Regions from separate parts of the Canis lupus genome. Here region 1 is linked to region 2. A link is a contact called in public Hi-C data. All regions are on one chromosome and are shown on one strand. Each heading gives the region's core, a stretch centred on a gene start, on an enhancer-like site or on the middle of the called end of the contact. The rest is flanking DNA. Distances are from core to core; before and after follow the strand shown. Region 1 holds the start of LOC489516 (heparan sulfate glucosamine 3-O-sulfotransferase 3B1). Region 2 holds the start of LOC119871857.

Evidence for each region. A called contact is a pair of places that touch in the nucleus more often than the background predicts.
Region 1: a Hi-C map of blood shows a contact between it and region 2, with 2.4 times the contacts expected there. The contact joins the promoter of LOC489516 here to the promoter of LOC119871857 in region 2. A contact is called at or near these places in 2 of 9 Hi-C or Micro-C datasets (amygdala and blood).

Annotation. Positions count from the first base shown.
Region 1 is chr5:38,240,202-38,242,901 of UU_Cfam_GSD_1.0, reverse strand. LOC489516 (heparan sulfate glucosamine 3-O-sulfotransferase 3B1) reads right to left here and starts at 1,448. Exons shown (of 2, transcript XM_038536946.1): 1 at 895-1,448. The coding sequence starts at 1,448.
Region 2 is chr5:38,071,460-38,074,159 of UU_Cfam_GSD_1.0, reverse strand. LOC119871857 reads left to right here and starts at 1,270. Exons shown (of 2, transcript XM_038536945.1): 1 at 1,270-2,481. The coding sequence starts at 1,866. COX10 (protoheme IX farnesyltransferase, mitochondrial) reads right to left here and starts at 2,069. Exons shown (of 7, transcript XM_038536944.1): 1 at 1,909-2,069. The coding sequence starts at 1,951.

The sequences.
Region 1 (2,700 bases), core at 199-2,698, 170 kb before region 2:
TCTCCATCAGTGAAACCCCCTACGCGCGCGGCGCCCCGACGTGTACCGGGCCCGCGGAGACGCGCGTCCGTGCCCGCGCTCTCCCGGCACCCGGGCCCCGGAGGCGGAGGGCAGCGAGCGGAGCCCGAGGCGCCCCGGAGCCTTCCAAGCTGCGCGCCGCTCCCCGCCGGCTGCAGTGCGCGCCTTTGCCCGACAGGGACCAGCACCGCTCCACGCTCCGCGCCGCCCGCGGGTCTCCCCGTCCGCCAGGCGGAGGCGCCGGGCCAGCCGCCCAGCTCACCCTCCCGAGCCCAAGCAGCCCGCCAGCCAGGCGGCTCCGACCCTCCGCGGATTCCAGCAAGGAGCACGATCCTAACAAAAAAAAGTTTGCAGACACCGTCTCCCCCCCCCCCGCCCCCATCCCCATCTGGGGAGCAGAAGTTGCTCTAGGGTGGAGACCGCGTCGGGCTGGGCGCACCACGTCCCGGGCTCCGCGAGGAAAAAAAATTAAAACACAAGCAACACTGGATCGCTTGGTTTGCGCAACGGCCACGACTAGAGGGCTGCGCGCTCCCCTGGGCGCCATCCCAGTCGCGGGGCCCCCTTCTTTGACCAATTCGAGGAGCACCGTGGGCCACGGAGCCGCCGGAGCTCCTCGAGAAGTTTCTCTGCGCCGTGGAGAGCGCGGGGCCCCGCGCACCAGCCCCGCGCACCAGCCTGGGGCGGGTTCTGGGCGCCGCGGGTTCTCCCTCCGTCTGTCCCTCCCCGCCCCACCGGTGGTCGCGGGCTGTGCCCCTGTCACCTCCCCAGCACACGCCACCTCTCTCTCCCTCCCTCCCTCTTCTGCCGGTCCCGACCGCGGCCGCCGCCCCGCCGCCCCGCCGCCCCGGCCCCCGGCCCCGGGCGCAGACTCACCGGTACCAGGCGAGGCCCTTGTCGTAGCTGCGGTCGAAGAAGTGGGGCTCGGCGCCCACGGCGCGCACGTCGGGGTGCACGCGCAGGAACTCGAGCAGCGCCCGCGTGCCGCCCTTCTTCACGCCGATGATAATGGCCTGCGGCAGCTGCTTGCTCCCGGACCCACTGAAGAAGCTGGAGATGGAGCTGGGGGGGTCCGGCGCCTCGGGACTCGGCTCCTCCTGGCTCGCGGCGCCCTCGGCCGGCTCCTGGCCCGCGGCCGGCGGGGTGGCCGGCGCCGCCGGGAACGGCAGCCTGGGGGCAGTCCCGTCGGGCCCCGCAGCCAGGGCCGGCGGGGCGTGGGCGGCGCGGGACCCCGAGCCCAGCAGCAGCAGCCCCGGCGCCGCGGCGCACGAGCCGGCGCACGAGTACAGGAACATGTAGAGCCAGACGCAGAGCATGGCGAAGAGCAGCGCGAGCTTCCTCCTCACCGGCGGCGGGGACGGCGGCGGCTGCGGCAGGAGCCGGCCGGGGACATCGAGGCAGGATCGGCCGCCGCTCAGGCGCTGCCCCATGCGCAGCCCGGGGGCGCGGCGAGGGACATGGCTCAGCACATGGCGCGGGCCCGCCGGGGCTGCGAGCGCGCAGAGGGTTCCCTGGCCCGCAGGACGCCGGGGCGGCTCGGCTTATTGCCCCCGCGCGCCCGCCGCCGCCGCCGCCGCCGCCGCCGCCGCCGCTGCTCTTCCCCAGGTGGCGGCGGCAGCTGTAGCGGTGGCGGCTTTTGACATGTTGCCCGGGAGGAGCCTCAACTGGAACGAAAGTCGGGGTGGCGGCAACTGCTGCTGGGCGAGGGGCTGCTCCGGCTCGGGCGGGACAACGCCGCTCTCCCGCTCCCTGCTCACCGCAGACGGGGCGCACGGCCGCTCGCCTCCTCGCGGTGCTGCCGGCCGAGCCCGGGGAGCGGCCCCGGCACTTCCCCGCGGAGGCTGCGAAGAACTGCGCAGGAAGAGAGCGAGAGACCGAGGTGGGGGGGCGGGCCCAGCCTGCCGGAGTGACGGGCCGCTCCGCCTACCAGGAGCCCCGAGCGCCCCGCGACTACGGGCGCTCCGCGGAGCGCGCCGCAGCCAACCGGCTCCCGGAACGTGGGGGTGTGGAAAGGGCTCGGGGCGGTGGAGAGAGGTCGGGGGCGCCTATTGGCTGCGGGGCGCGGGGCGGAGCCGGGGGGCGGAGCCAGGGGCTGGTGACAGGAGCGGATGGCGGGAGGACGCCCGAGTGACAGGGCGTGGGGACAGGTCCGACCCGCGCAGCCGAGATGCGGTGCGCTCCCGCTCCCGCGCACCTTCACGCGCTCGCTCCCCGCGAGAGCCCGCCCTGGCGTGTCGCTGCGCTCGCGTCGGGACTCGAGTCCAGATCCAGGTGTCTGGCTGGCGGGCTCGTGACGTGTGTGCGTGTGTGTGTGTGTGTGTGTGTGATGTGCAGAAGGAAGGGGGTGGGAGGAGCGAGAGTCAGGCCACGGATGCTTGCGGCCCCCAGGCCCCACCGCCCCACGCCGCGGGGACTCGGAAGGGGCACCGGTTTAGGCAGTTTAAGTGGCTGTCAAACTTTATATGAAAAAAAAGTTTTTCCTTCTTATTCTTTGCCAGGACTTGGTCTCTTTGGGGCTGCGGGTGGCAGCCGAGAGATTGGTGTCAACTGTCCTCAAGAAAAATCTTCCCTACGTTCCCAAACCGCCGGGAAAGGTCGGGCGGGGTCGGGCAGCGAGGGAAGAGGCTTGACCGTGATATAGAGGCCGGTGGAGAGTTTTCGTGGTCGGAGAGGGGGTGTGAA
Region 2 (2,700 bases), core at 21-2,520:
GATTGAAAGGCAGAAAAGCAGCCAATTTAAGGAACGCACAAGGGAAAAACCTTACACAGAAGTAACAATTCAAGTACCAAGAAAGGATGGTAAGGATGATGTATTCTCACTCTGAGAATAAGTGCTTAGGGCCAGGATCAAAGAATACTCCAGGTCAGGGATGACAGAAAAAAGAATCACAGACCTTTTAAAAAACTTTTCAGGGGCGTCTGGGTGGCTCAGGGTGTTAAGTGTCTGCCTTCAGGTCAGGTCATGATCCCAGAGTACTGGGATGGAGCCCAGTGTTGGGCTGCCTGCTCAGGGAGGGAGTCTGTGTCTCCCTCTCCCTCTTATTCTCCCTTCTGCCCCTTCCCTTGTTCCTTCACACACACACACACTCTCTCTCTCTCTTGCTTACTCTTTCTCTTAAATAAATAAAATCCTAAAAAAAAAGTCATTATGAAAAATTTCAGTCATAGACGATAACACACAAATACAATGAGCTCCCATTACTTATTCCCCAGCTTCAACAATTATTAAAACCATGGCCAATCTCATTTCATTTATACTCCCTCCCATCCCCCACCCCCCTTCGTTCTGAACCAGAAGGGACCTTTGAGATCATCTGGTTCAACTGCCTCATTTTATAGATGAGAAAACTCAATTCCGGAAAGCACAAGTGATGTGCCCTGAGATTACACAGCCAAGAGAGACCCATAAAATAATAATACGATAAAAGAAAAGGAAGAAGGGAGTTTAAGGGAGTCGCTGTGATCAACCTTGCTCCGTGCTGCAGAGAGCGTGACAGGTGAGGCCTAAAAAACGGGATTCGACCCAAAAACGAGTCCCTGGCTTCTCCTACCCAACTCCAATACAGACCAGGAGCAACACATTTCCCCACACAGCCGTTTGTTATCATCCAAATTACTGGAGGCGAAACAATTCCCAACCTCCTTTTTAAAACATTTAATATCTCCCTGGTGAATGGACAAATACCATTCATGGGCAAACAATTATGGAGAGCCAACGATACAGACCAGGTACCGTTTAGGGGGTGGGGGAGGGGGGGTGCAGAGAAGAGCCAGAGAGGAACCCGTCTGTAACCTTCACAGGGTTTACAATCTAGTTGGGAGAAACACATAACAAGCCTGTCTATAAACAAACAATTACAGACTGTGCTAACCATGGTCAAAGAAATAAGAGTGATGCGAGAACAGAGGGGCAGGTGTGGTCGGGGTGGGCGTGTCTCAACAGGTGCCACTAGAGCGGAGACCCAGCCTGGGCCACGCACGCACGTCTCTATCACCTTAAACACGTCGTTGTTACAAGTGGGAAGGAGGGTCCTACAAGTGGGAGGATGGGATCGAGACCCACGCTGATGGTAGAAAGCCAAAGGTCTGCGAGGGACCGAGGCCCGCCGCCTCTAGCTGTCACCATCTGCATCCTTTTATCGTCATCACGACAGTGTTATCGCCGCGGTCTGCACAGCGCTTTGTGTGGGGTCCAGGGTCCTGAATGAGGGCAGAGCGCTCGCCGGTCCCCACACGGGGAGCTTACGAGTAACTTACACCTGTAAGTAGGAACTGAGGCTCTGGGAGGGCCAGAGACTCGTGGGGTCCCAAGGCTCTGCTCCATCCTCTCCTCCAGCCTCCCCTCGGGAAACCGAAAGTAAGTAGCAGCCGCAACCGCCCCCGCCGGAGGGGGTGGGAGGTGGAGGCTGTGCGGACCCCCGGGCCACAGTGCAGGACCAGACCCCGGCTCCACGGCCGCTTCACACTTCAGGCTGCTCCAGAGGTCACTTCCTCGCCTCCGGTGCCCAGCCGACCTCGCCAAGGGCTCCCAAGGTTGCGGCCAGCCGGAACCACGGCGTTGCACGTGGCAACAAGATGAGAATTTTCTCAAAGCCGTGCCCAAGGACGGGTGCCGTACCTGTCAGGAGGCGTGAGGAAAGAGTGTGCGGGGACGCGGCCATAACGCGCGAGTCCGGCCGCTCCCAGGGATCCCCGTGTCCTCTCTCCTCACCGGCTGCTGGGCGCCGCCATCTCCGTCCCCCGCCCCCGTGGGAGCCGGGCCGTTTCCGGTGCGTCACTTCCGGCGGGCGAGACGCGGAAGGAAAGGAGAGTGGCGGCGAGTGTTGGGCTCCGGGCGGGAGGCGCGGTGCAGAGCTGGAGGTCGGAGGCCTGAGGTTCCTTCGAGAAGACGCGAGGAGTACAGTGTGGCCGAGTCTTCCCGGAAACGAGGCCGCGGGCTCCGGCGACCGGCGCCTCTGCGTCCCGAGGCTTCCCGGCGTCCTGTGGCGGGATCGCGGTGACCTCGTGCGAGGGGTCACGGCTGGAGCGCGGCCTCCGCGCGCTTCAGTTTCAGTCAAGTTTGGGATGCTGGTCCATGGGACAGTGCCTCCAGCCTCCAGTCCGATCCGCGGCGGCTCTCCTGTCTTGGCTCCTCAGCGGGAGAACTCGGGGTCCCTGGGCCGCAGCAAGGGAGCATCTCGAGAGGTAGCAGGTGCGTGTGGTGGTTGATGTGGGGCTCTGGTGCAGGGGCCGCCTTCGAGAGCTCTCTTCACCTCTGACCTTCCGACCTGCTTGAGCCCTCCGAACCTCGTTATCTAGCTGTACAACGGGAGCAGTAACATCTATTTTACAAAAGGGTCCGCAGAATTAAATAAGGACTCTCAGGGGTAGCCAGGTACCCACTGTGCATAGGCTCTCATAAATGTTCCTT